3 separate regions of the Zea mays genome follow, and regions 1 and 2 are each linked to region 3. A link is a contact called in public Hi-C data. All regions are on one chromosome and are shown on one strand. Each heading gives the region's core, a stretch centred on a gene start, on an enhancer-like site or on the middle of the called end of the contact. The rest is flanking DNA. Distances are from core to core; before and after follow the strand shown. Region 1 holds the start of LOC100502415. Region 2 holds the start of LOC100193605. Region 3 holds the start of LOC100275401.

The links. A called contact is a pair of places that touch in the nucleus more often than the background predicts.
Region 1: a contact with region 3 is called in a Hi-C map of bundle sheath, with 3 times the contacts expected there. The contact joins the promoter of LOC100502415 here to the promoter of LOC100275401 in region 3. A contact is called at or near these places in 6 of 25 Hi-C or Micro-C datasets (bundle sheath, ear, leaf and 2 more).
Region 2: a contact with region 3 is called in a Hi-C map of ear, with 2.7 times the contacts expected there. The contact joins the promoter of LOC100193605 here to the promoter of LOC100275401 in region 3. A contact is called at or near these places in 3 of 25 Hi-C or Micro-C datasets (ear, leaf and tassel).

What each region holds. Positions count from the first base shown.
Region 1 is chr7:126,369,677-126,373,614 of Zm-B73-REFERENCE-NAM-5.0, reverse strand. LOC100502415 reads right to left here and starts at 1,633. Exons shown (of 14, transcript NM_001365550.1): 1 at 598-1,633; 2 at 295-454; 3 at 60-108. The coding sequence starts at 1,306.
Region 2 is chr7:126,541,140-126,545,115 of Zm-B73-REFERENCE-NAM-5.0, reverse strand. LOC100193605 reads right to left here and starts at 1,419. Exons shown (of 11, transcript NM_001138708.1): 1 at 1,308-1,419; 2 at 1,130-1,221; 3 at 426-532; 4 at 1-15. The coding sequence starts at 1,363.
Region 3 is chr7:125,788,392-125,792,422 of Zm-B73-REFERENCE-NAM-5.0, reverse strand. It overlaps LOC100275401, which reads right to left and starts at 1,648. Exons shown (of 10, transcript NM_001350153.2): 1 at 1,178-1,648; 2 at 840-1,043; 3 at 667-724; 4 at 426-488. The coding sequence starts at 1,554. It overlaps LOC103632806, which reads right to left. Exons shown (of 12, transcript XM_008654538.3): 11 at 3,458-4,031; 12 at 2,639-3,375. The coding sequence ends at 3,766.

The DNA of each region.
Region 1 (3,938 bases), core at 384-2,883, 580 kb before region 3:
TGGCAGTTTGAACTAAACACAGAGATGCAGAGAGGAGTGAAGAGCATTAGAAAAGTCACCTCCTGTACTTCCTCCCTCGTTATCCTCCCGTCCACGTTGGTGTCCACCCTGAATTTGGGACCGAGAACGGCACCAGAAGGAGAAGAAAGCTTACTGTCAAGAATCTGCGGGGGCGCAAAGCGTAGTGCAGGTGCGCACGCACCGGGAATTGGGACGGATCGATTTGTGACGTTACTTTACTTGGGACCCGGGGAAAGGAAGAGAAATGGGGGCGCGTGAAATTTAGCTCAGTACATGTCGAAGAAGATCTGGAGCCGCGCGTCGAAGCTCTGATCGGAGATCTGGAGCCAGAAGTCGTAGAGCTCCTCCTTGGTGATCCGCTCCAGGTTCTGCCGCCGCCGCCGCGCCAGCGCGTCGAAGATGCCCACCGCGAACTCCTTGGAGTCCACCATTCCTGCAGTTTGGGCGTGGAGCGCCATAAGATCGCGGATAAGGACGTCGCAATTACAGTAGGATCGAGCTGTTTCCTCGCGTGTGCGGAGGATAACAATGTGAACTGCAGGCAAGAAGCAGCAGCGGCGTCGAGTGTGGCCGTACCGATGCATTCGCCGAAGTCGTCGCGGGAGAGCAGCCCTTCGCGGGCGAGGTCGTTGAAGCGCTCCTCGACGCGGCGCCAGAGCTCGGCGGCCTCGACGGAGCCCGTGGTGCGGCTGATGAAGCGGAGGCCCTTGAGCGCGCGCCTGGCGCCGGCGCGGGACCGGTTGAGCTGCGCCTGCTCCCGCCGCCGCTCGCGCGCCGCCATGGCGGCCTCCCGCTGAAGCTCGGCGGGCGTGGGGCGGTACGGGGACGGGGAGGGCGACGGCGACCGGAGCCACGCGAACTTCTTCCGTATCCGCGACGACGTCGACGAGCACCGGCTCAGGCGGCCGCCGCCCTCCGAAGGCGCGCGGCGCGGCGACGGCGACACCCCGAGGACCCCCGCGGACGGCGGCGCCGGGAGGGAGGCGGCGCCGTAGAGCGCCGCGCTGGTGGGCGTGACGCTGCGCACCACCATGGACTCCTCGTCCAGCTCCAGCATGACCTCCACCAGGTCCCCCTGGTCCGCCAGGAATGCCGGCAGCATGCCGCCGGCGCCGCCGCTCCCGGCGGCGGCGGCGGCGAAGAACTCCTCCCCATAGGCGGTAGTGTAGGACTCGTTGTCGGAGGCGTCGGTGGCTGTGGTGGTGGTCTGGTCGTCCGCCAGGTAGTCCGCGATGCGGCGGTGGCCGCTGCGCCGGGCGTTGCTCCCGCGCGACGGCGTCCACATGGCGGCAGCCGCGGCGCGAGAGCTGTCCTCCTCTCCGAGGCACAGCGGTGGTTGCGCCCCGCCACGCCTGGCCCTTTTATTATCTTACCCGTAGTCTCCCAGTCCGCTCCGCAATGCGTCCGTCAGCCAGCTATCCCGTTCCCGTGGGCAGGCACCACCGCACCAGGCAGGCAGGCAGGCGGGCGGCACTGCGGCAGCGGCTGGGCGGTGGCCGGTGGGCGGCCCACGCCCGGGCAAGTGATTCCTTCGCGGGCGCGGCCTCCTCGTGCTTTTTTTTCCCCTCTCGTTTGCTTCGCGGTGCGGTGCTCCGCTACCTATTGGCTATTGCGTTCCGCGGTTCTGCCACGGCGCTCGGCTAGCCGCTTTATCAACGAGTGCCGAAGCGAGCAGCGCTTTTTGGAGGCAAGGCTGTGACTGGGCTGGGCTGGGTGGGTGGGTGGGTGCGGCACACCCCAAAACGAAGCTCCATGCGCCACGAGTTTGCGATGCGGTGCTCGGTTCGGACGTGGGAGACGCGGTCGGTGGGCTGGTCTGATGTGGATTTGGAGAACCTCAGACAGACGCTTCCAAACGAGCGAGATGCGGTGGTCAGTGCGGCGCGGCGCGTTCCTTGTTGGCAAAATCAGACCAAAATCCAGCATGGTCCACTGTTTATGGTGTGAGTGGTGAGCTTCAAACACGCAAAGGAAGGGTCGTTTCGGATTGGCGGATTATGGTGCGAGTAGATACAGATTTGCTAAGGTCAGCCTCAATAAGGTTACAAAGTTTCGTAATAGTTTTATAGTCATTAAATAAACTGATATCATGTAGCATCTGTTTAGAAGCAAAGTTTTTTAATACCACAGTTTTACAATACTAATTTTTTTAATGCTATATCATAAACAAAATATTTCAATACCATAATTTTGCAATACCATAGTTTCACACGCAACAAGGAAAGACATTGGTCTAGACCAAATTTTTCAATACTATGGTTTTACTATAGTATTCATAATAATGTGGTTTTTAATATATAGTTTTTAAAACATTTACCAAACATCTTTCTGTATAAAATATCAAAGTCTTGTTAAATACCATGGTATTGCATGGAACTATAAAAAAAACTTTGCTGAGCATAATAGTAACAAAAAAGTGATATAACACAAAGGTATCTAATGTTAATACCTTTGTGTGGTGCCATGTAGCAATATTGTGCTTTGCTGAACGAGCTACATTGTATATAACTAATAACTGAATATAAAAATATAAATATGTAGTTGATATTTACCCATGGTATTTAAGTACAATAACTGATTATCGATGATTGGTTTTAGTTTAGTGTTGACTAACCTCATGTAGTGAGTATAATGTTGTACAATACAACTCTTGACTCGTGATGTGTAGGTGTGAAGCACATAGATGAGGTTAAGTGAGTTCATGCTGATGGACTAGAGTGGTGGAGGACGGACGCTCAGACTTCAATTGAGGAATTGGAGAAACCGAAGCAATGAGCGTGATGGTTGACACCTAGTGAATCAACAAGTGCAAAAGGTAGATGGAGGAACATATCATGTTAACCAAGTCAAGCAAATACATTATATGACTTGGTGATTAGGCAATCATGGGCTGTCGGTGACACGTGTCGAGATCATGAACTGAGTGTATCATGTATGCTACTCATGAGGCGTATAGTGGTTTGGGCCTCAAAATCATCGAGCAAACAATTTCTTGGTTTTTGGTCTCAAAACCTGATTAAAATTTTGGTGGAAACATGAGGAGGTATATGGCATCATCGTGAACCTTGCGTCAAGGCAAAGCAAAGTCGTGAAGAGCCCATGACCACTGGATGCACGTTGGGATGTGTAATAGCTCTAAAAATAAGACATGAGGTTGTCCAACTAGCCATCTCTTCAATTTTATATCTCGAGTCATTCCTAGCCTAGGTCCTAGTTGTATGAGTTTTAATCTTTCATCCGGTTTTAGCTATTGAGATCTGCAATATGGAGTGAGTACTCTATTGTGTTATCTTTCCCATGTAAGAATCAGACTTGGTTGATCTTCAAAAATAAATTAATCATTTCTTTGAAATTTTTAATTTGAGTTCTTACTTGTGTTTGGATTTTTTTCTCTTTCTAATTCACTGTCTTCACCCTTTTGATGGATTTAGTGTTCCAATAGTTTGGGTTTATTTTGGTTGGACGGATACGTGTAAGGACCTTTGAGGATCATCCCTACCAAATAGTTTATGTAGATTTCTCGTGAGCATGTAGATTCGTCTTTTGGAGCAAATCACTAAAGCGACCAAGCCCCAAACCCTTCAAGGTCTAAAGCCCCATGGGAACAAGGGACTCATTGTGCCTAACTATAACCCAATCATAAGATAATAGGATGTTATTGGTTCCACTAGGGGTAGTATGACCTCACGAAGGGACCCCACATCTTAATACCTAAAGACATGTCCATAGCATTAGCTTAACAAATAAATCTTAGGTACAACATATTAAATGTGTGATGCGTGTCATTATATGATTGGCAAGTGTGTTGTTACCATGACTTAGCTATAGGGTGCTTAAGATCACTATGTGGTATGTGCATCAATCATGTAGCCACACATGCACTCATGAAGTATACTATGAAGTATTATCAAGTGCAA
Region 2 (3,976 bases), core at 170-2,669, 750 kb before region 3:
GAGATACGGTATCGCCTAACCATGACGGTAGTAGATGTATGCATTAGGAAATATTTTAGAATCGAAATGAGATTTAATTTTATGGGTACATTATACTACGTGTACAGTCTAGGGACCCTTAAAATTATCATTCTATGTTAGCATTTTCCATAGAACGAAATGAAATCCATTCATCAGGGAAAAGGTACAGATATGAAACAAAAGGCAATGCATTTGGTAGAACAGATGCTAATACAAAAGCATTACTATTATGTGTCTAGAAGAATTGAAAACGTGCCACTAGAAAAATATGACTAACACAAGGGGTAATGCAAGAAGCCTAGAGTCATTGTGGAATACTATAGGTAACACACAATCTTGTACCACTCCCAAAGGCAAAAAAACTGCTTCTATGGAAAGCATATAAATACCACTCAGATTCTCACCTGCAATTCCCTTTTCCGATCAATCACCAAGTCTGTATTTGGTCCATACAACCGAACAGTAACAGAAGAATCATTGCCATTGTTTCCTTTGACAGAAACCTTGAGCACTGTAGGTAATAACAAATACATATCATGAACGACAAACTGAAAGAAATTATCGCTGCACACATGAATCAACGGATCATTGTTCATCCGAATCATCCCTATGGGTGAATTAGGTGCACATACAGATGCAGTAGGCTCTTATTAATTTGTAAAGCAGAAATGGTGACAATGACAGCAGAAATGGTGCAGGCCAAAGGAAATACTTATTGTACAGCACCCTGAAGTATCTAATCGCCCAAAGTTTGTAAAAAGCATTGGGTTCTGCTGCTTCATCAGCAAATGGGAAGAATAGCAGCAGGAAGCGGAAGCACGCAGTCGTTACAGCGGAAAAAAAAAAGAGGATCTTTAAATCTATCTGTACCCTAGTTCAGCACCACTTGTTCAGCAAACGGGCGAGGGTGAGACGTTTTCACTGCTGCAGAGGAACGAAACTGAGCAGTGGTGCCGGCACGAATTCATCAACGATGTGCAACATTCGAAGCAACTAACTAGTATGCATGCATTATTCATCTACTACAGTCATCATGCTGCTCAGGCGAAAAGGTGAGGAATCTGATGGCGGTACAAGCCATGCCAGTGTCAGGGGAGCAGCAACTCACATAGATTGGTGATGCCCCCAGACACGGTCTCGATGGAGAAGCGCGAGCTGTCAATCGACGACCACCCTTTGACCAACTCCTTGCAGAGACCTCTGAAAAGGCACCAGCAATCCCCAAATCAGAGAGACTTTCCGTGCATCAGCACATTCCTGTCACCCGCAGACGCGGAGGCATTTACCGGCTGGTTCGCGGGCACGGGTACGACGCCCCGCGCGCTCGCGAATGCTCGAACATGACACGAGCTGCTGACAGGCGCACAGCGGCACGAGACCAGCCCGAGGTGCGAGCGGAAGCAAGAGGATCGAAGAGAGATAGGAGAGTAGGGGGGGGTACTTGCATGATGTGAGGCGACATCTCCGGGAGCGGCAGCGAGATGTCGACGGAGGCCGCCGACGTGGGAACGTCCGCGGGCGCCGCGGTGGTCGCTTTCGCCTCGACGCTGCCGCCATAGCCGCTGCCGGCGGCCACGCCCGCGCCATTCCAGACCCGTCCCTCCGATCCCATGCCCACCTCGCGGCCACGCCCTGTCGCCCTCTCACTCCCGCGCGCGATCTGCTGGTCCGTGCGCGCAAGGGATCTCGGTGCGCTATTCCTGGCGGGGAGCCAAGACAGGACCAGACAAGATCGGGCACGAGCCCGCCCGACACGATTCGATCGGAGGCGACGAGAGCACACAGGAAGTGAGAGTCCGAACAACGAGCCCAGCCCACTCGCCTGAGGCCGCGTGGCTGGCCCGAGCCACGTCGGTTTAGCGGCCGCGTGCTCGTGCAGTCGTGCCGACCTAACGCGTGGCGTGCGCATCAGTCCCGCTGTGGCGCGGGCCTGCCCTCAGAGAACAACGGGCCACGGGGAGACATGGACGGCGGAGACCGGAGATTTTTTTTATCAAGCATTCAAGCCCCACATCTCCTCGTGGGGGCAATCAACTTCGGATTATGATTATTACTACTCGTAAAAACATAGACCAACAAATACGAAACGCGGTTTAGGTCATTTATTTTGAAACCAAAAGGATTTAGCTCTATATGTAAGTGGGGTACGCTCCTTGTAGCGCAACAGTTCTGTCGCTGACTCGATGTACTTGGGGAGAAAAAACTAGCTTGATTCTGAAGACCACAAGAGCAATACTACTACGTAACATAACATTTTCAGCAACCATCGAATCAAGAGTGACCGCGACATGTCTGTATCAATTCTATCAGTCTCGGAATTTATTAGTCTGTTCTTAGTTTTCCGAAGCTGCTTAAATTGGAGCTAATAGTCAGCCGCTAAAATTAGTTGAAAATATCCAAACAATATATTTGTTTTTAGTAAATTAGCTAATAATAAGGTAGATATTTGTTAGCTAACTAATTCAACTAGCAATTTTTACTAACTAACTATTAGCTCACCTCTTAATTAATATAGAGTATGTTGTGTATGTTTACGCAGACGGTTCATAAAGATGAATACGCGTGTATAATAGTATGATTTTTTGAGAGAGAAAAAAGTGACCAGTGTCGTATACTCCCTTCATTTCTTTTTAGTTGTCGCTGGATAGTTCAATTTTGCACTATCCAGCGACAACTAAAACGAAACGGAGGGGGATATATTTGGGCTCCGTCCTAGGTAAGGATAAGGAAGTATCTTGTCCCGTTGCGTGGTCTCAACGCGCAAGTAATCACAACTGTAATAGTCGAGGCTCAATTGTTTCACGCCAAACAAAATACCTTCCGTGCGTGGTCCTTGTTTGTGTCCTACTCGTCCAAGCAATGTTTAGCATCGTGTTCATGGAAGTTGATCGGCCACGCGGTCATATCGAACACGTTGCCCGTCACTAAAAGCTTTGTGTGTGTGTGTGTGGTAGTGATATCAATTTATCCACACGAGTCTGTAACTGAGCGCGTGATAAGCAGACGGTCCGAGGAGAATGAGACCGACATGGTGTAAGGCCTCTAGGGCCGTAATCCTAATCATGGTCCACTACTGCTTACTAGAATCTCGGCCCACAAACAATAGGCTCAGCAACAAACCAAGACACGTGGACACACGCTACTCAGCTCTTCGACCTTACTAATACTAAGAACGTCACATAAATTTCATCCCTACAAAAATATTCATTGTCCTTTACAGCACACTCTAAAAGATTTTATCCACTATATCTTTTTAGTCTACAACAATGTCGTCTAAATTTAATCCTCTATATCTCATCTTTTTTAATCTCTACTCTATCTCCTTTATTGGTCACATTTAGTACGACATTAACCAAAATATAATAAAAAAGGACACGACGTGAGCTATTATCAACCAAAAGAAGCACAACGTACATTTACCGAACGCACAGTACACCACTACATCTCGCGGCTGTCAGAGACGTCCGCTATTTTAGAGAACACTGTAGCGGACCTTGTTGGAGAGCTTACTGACAGCAAGAAACACTAAATATACGGTACCGTCTCCTTTAGCGTGTGCTGCTGGAGACAACCTAAGATGACTTAAAATAGTGAACCAAAATTTGAATGTTACACCATTTAAAGTGTTTAGGGCACTAAAAACAAATTGCACTCTAATAGTTAAGCTCTGAATCATGTATTTTACGAAGTAAACTACATTAGTAAGAAAGAAAATGTTTATAATGATGTACAAAACAAGGATAAAACACTAGTTTGGTATGTAGTATATTTGGGTCAGTGCTCTATACTTTTCTGATAAAAAATTGTAAAATAGGACACTATTAAAACTATTTTTTATAAGTTAGGTTTTATATTTCAAGATAAAGCACCATTGAAGATGCTCTAACTAGCAACTACTACGTCAACTGGTGCACAAGGGTCTGTCTACTCGAGCCGCTTGACATTTGAAGTATGC
Region 3 (4,031 bases), core at 399-2,898:
CATGTGTTTTTATTGGTTGTTTTTTGTTTGGACCTCTCTCTCTCTCTTCTTAATGCAATGATGTGATGTCCTCCTACACGTTTGAGAGAAAAAGAAGGGCATCAAATTTTAGATACTCAACTGTTCACTACTCACACAAACACAACCACAGACTGGCACTCAGTTAGCCTACAGTACTAACTAGCAAGAAGAGTTGAACCACAACTTGTATCCCAACAAACTAATTTTAGGTCGAGTTTTGGTCTAGTCAAAAGTTAATTAGAAGTTCAGTATCAATTCCTCTCCTGTTCCATATATAAGTGTACTCATTTCTACGCTTGCTAATCAGCATCTGCAACTTGCTACTCTTATGCAGGGAAACATTAATGTGAAACAGAAAAATGCACACCCATTAAGCATAAGGTAATGAAGCCCAGACTAAATACCTGTTCAAAGTAAGGCACAGCCTCCGATGCCGGCCTATTGTTGAATGAGACAATGGCATTAGCCTAAAACGAGAACCCAACATAGAAATAAGATCAAAAGCACTTGGCGATCAGAATTATTATATGAGATTATATGAAATTTTAAATAATACAAAGCTTCTTTTTTGATTCATTATACTGAAACATTAAAACAAACTGAAACTTTGCAGACAGATTTTTCATCAACAAAACATCAGCGGACCTCTGGTATCCTTTCTGAGAAGTAGCTTCCCACTAGCAGCTGAAGCAGTGCCCCGTTGCTGCAAACCATGACAACAGAACAATTAAATGAACACATCAACAAACCAGAGCTCGAGGCTTCCTCCGAGTCAAATCATCGAACAAGTAGCGTGCGACAGCCCTCGATGAAATCACCTGTGGCCAACAGAGTAGAGCGGGAGCTCCGCGATGTCCAGGGCGCTGAGGCCGGCCTCCGGGAGCCCCGACGCGAGCAGCGCGTCGTAGCAGGCATGGAAACTCTGGAATACCTCCCGCGCGGCGGCCTCGTGGTCGAAGGTGACGTTGTATGGTACGCACACGACCACAAAGCCCTCCAGCGCCAGGAGCTCCAGCAGGTAGCTGCGAGCAAGTGAGCAACCAACCGCGCGATGAGCCAAGCGCACCAGTCACCAGTGCGGGTCCAACGGAACCGAATGAAACCCATTGTAGCCGACCGCCGGAACGGAATGGAACTCACGCGCTAACAAAGTTACCCGTAGGTGACCTCGGGGACGGCGCCGATGAAGGCGCCGCCGAGGAACTTGATGACCGCCAGCGGGCGTCGACCGCGCGGGGGCGGGAAGATGAGGCAAGAGTGCTCCCGCATGTACGGCTTCCTCATCGGTGGCGCCATCCTGGGACTGGGAGCCCCGAGCATGGCCAGCGATCCATCGGGGCTGAGCGACGCGCGGCAGGGGAAGAATCTTCTCGATGGTGTGGCCCGGGGGAAATGTGCACATGAGCACCATACCCCTTTGAGCACCAGATACGTTCCCGTGGCGGGGTTGGCGCGGCCACGGGTAGCAAGGGGCCGTGGGTTCGCGGCGCGATAGGCGGCCGGTGCGGAGCAGAAGAGGTGAGCCGCCGCCATGGAAGATAGCAGGTGAAGCACGGTGAGCCGGTGAAGTGAGGCGGGCAACTGAAACAAACAATCGAACACGAGCTGACGATTTGGCCACGAGGCCTGCGTCGTGGCCGGGCGTTTCTTGGTTTCTGACTTTCTGCCTGGAGTTTGTGGCCGTCCGTCTTGTCCTGTGCCTGTCGGCCCAAAGCACATAATTTTTGGCACGACTCAGATTTGGCATGGTCCAACTTAATTGTAAGTCTGAGCCGAAAAGCACATAATTTTTGTCACGACCCAGATCTGGCACGGCCCAACCTCATTGTAGGCCTGAGCCGGCACGGCCCAATATGTGGGCCGTGTCTGGGCCTCAAGTCAAGCCCATGGGCCAGCCTGGCACGACCCATTTAACTAAGGCACATCGAGACCCACTAAATATAGACTCAGTATTTAACTAAGGTCCATCAAAACTCACATGACCAGCACAACTTGGAGAATCTAGAGCTTCAATAGGCCTTCGAGAACCAATACCTAGATGGGGATAGTGAATAGTGATGATGATTATTGTATATGTATTCTGTATGGCTGTATAGTACTCAATAAAACACTGAACAGAGAACTAAATATTATTTCTAAGCTATTTGTAATATTTTTTCTTTCTAACCAAAGGTTTTTAATGTGCATCCACAAAACATCTTAGTTTTATTTGGGTCATATATTCTATACTTTTTGTTTATCTATTGCTATTCTATGTATATGGGACCAGTCTGGCACATTAAGACATTTTAGGCTATTTCGGCCGGTCTGGTACATATAACTAATTGTGGATCATGATGTGGGCCGATGATTGGGCACACGTGCTGGTACGGCACGATCCATAATTAAATATGTGCTTTTGTGGACCGTGCCTTTGTGGACCGTACTTTTGTTGACATGTGCCGTGCCAGGCTGGCCCACGTGTACATGTATACGTCCCACCACGCCCTAGCTGTGGGCCAGAGAGTTTTGGCCCGTCCAAGTGGCCGTGCGATTGCTGGCTGCATGCCCACGCATTGACGCAACTGCCGGCTTGCGAAAAAATCCGTGTCAAAACCTTTGTAGAGCAGCTCTCAAATAAAAAAATAAGCAATTATTATTGTATAATTGCAGATAAAAATTAAAGCAAATACCTTATACCTGTAAAGTTCATGTAAATTCATAATTCTTGGCAATATTACAGAATTTACAGTTTTTTCTCGAACACTACAGAATTTACAGTTGCCCGGCCGAATCAGAACTCAGATGAGCACTACGAAGTCCGAACAGAGGTTATACAGGAATACAGGATTATGCTGACGCGGAAGACATGACTTTCAGAATGAAAACCTAGCCAAAAGCATTGAAGGTTTACTGCCTGGCGATTTTCCTTGTAAACCTTAGTAGATTCAGCTGTACACTTGGACTAATTACAGCTATACAGTAACAATAATAGAACCGGGGGGAGGACGAGACATCACCTGATCAGTTAGCATTGTTCTTGCACTGTAACTACTTTATATACAGTGTATGTGGGCAAAATTTGCTACCTCGAAATTTGGGTGTGCCTGTGTTCAAAGACATGAACAAAAGCACGGTATGTGGTCGAAGTCAATCGATAATTCGGTATGAAGAAATCCTAGATGATGCCCCCTTTGGAATGCGGGGATTTTTTTTCAGTTTCCTGCATTTTTTCTGTGAGAATGGACTGATTCCTGTGAAATTCCTGTATATTCCTCTAGAATTCCTGCATTTCAGAGGAAGCCTAATATCAGGGGCAAACTCTTATCATCTACTAGTTCCTCTTCCTAGGCATATCATCTGTTCCTCCGCCACCTGCATTCGTAGTAATAGTAAAAGGAGTTAGAAATTTGTAGGATGGTAAAAATGAAACTTCAACCGTGTCTGTAGAACAGACCTTACAACGTAGGGAAGAAACCATCCCCCATTTCGATAATCCAGTATAGAGTAGTATACACACTTGCCTAAGTACAAATGACCTGGATACTCTAGTTATAGATCCAAAAGCCATTCCAATCAGCAGTACCCTCAGTCAGATGAGCAAGAAGCTAACCGAGCACATACTCTTTGCTGCCAGCAAGTTGCAGGGCATTGCATTTTAACATGTATGGTAGGAAAAACCCTTCATTGCTCGCAGCATACGCATGGTGATTAGTCCTTGTTGGAAGCTCACTCCAGCATTATGTTTTACTCTTCTGAGCCTCATCACACAGATGTATCCTTCTGAACAGGCTTTTGAGGGAAGAAAAAGATAGCAAGCAAGGAGCAGATACTTAAGCCGATAACACCATCAAAAGGATGCAGATGGTAAGTGCTAATCATCCAAAACGGTGTTTCAGGTTTGGATGTTAAAACACCACTGCTTTGTATTAAATAACTGGCAGTCATGATTCCAGAACGTAGGCCAATGGGTGCAGCAAGCTTTCCTTGTGTCCTCTGCCTAAGCCCAAAAAGTACCAGAGAAAGTAGCA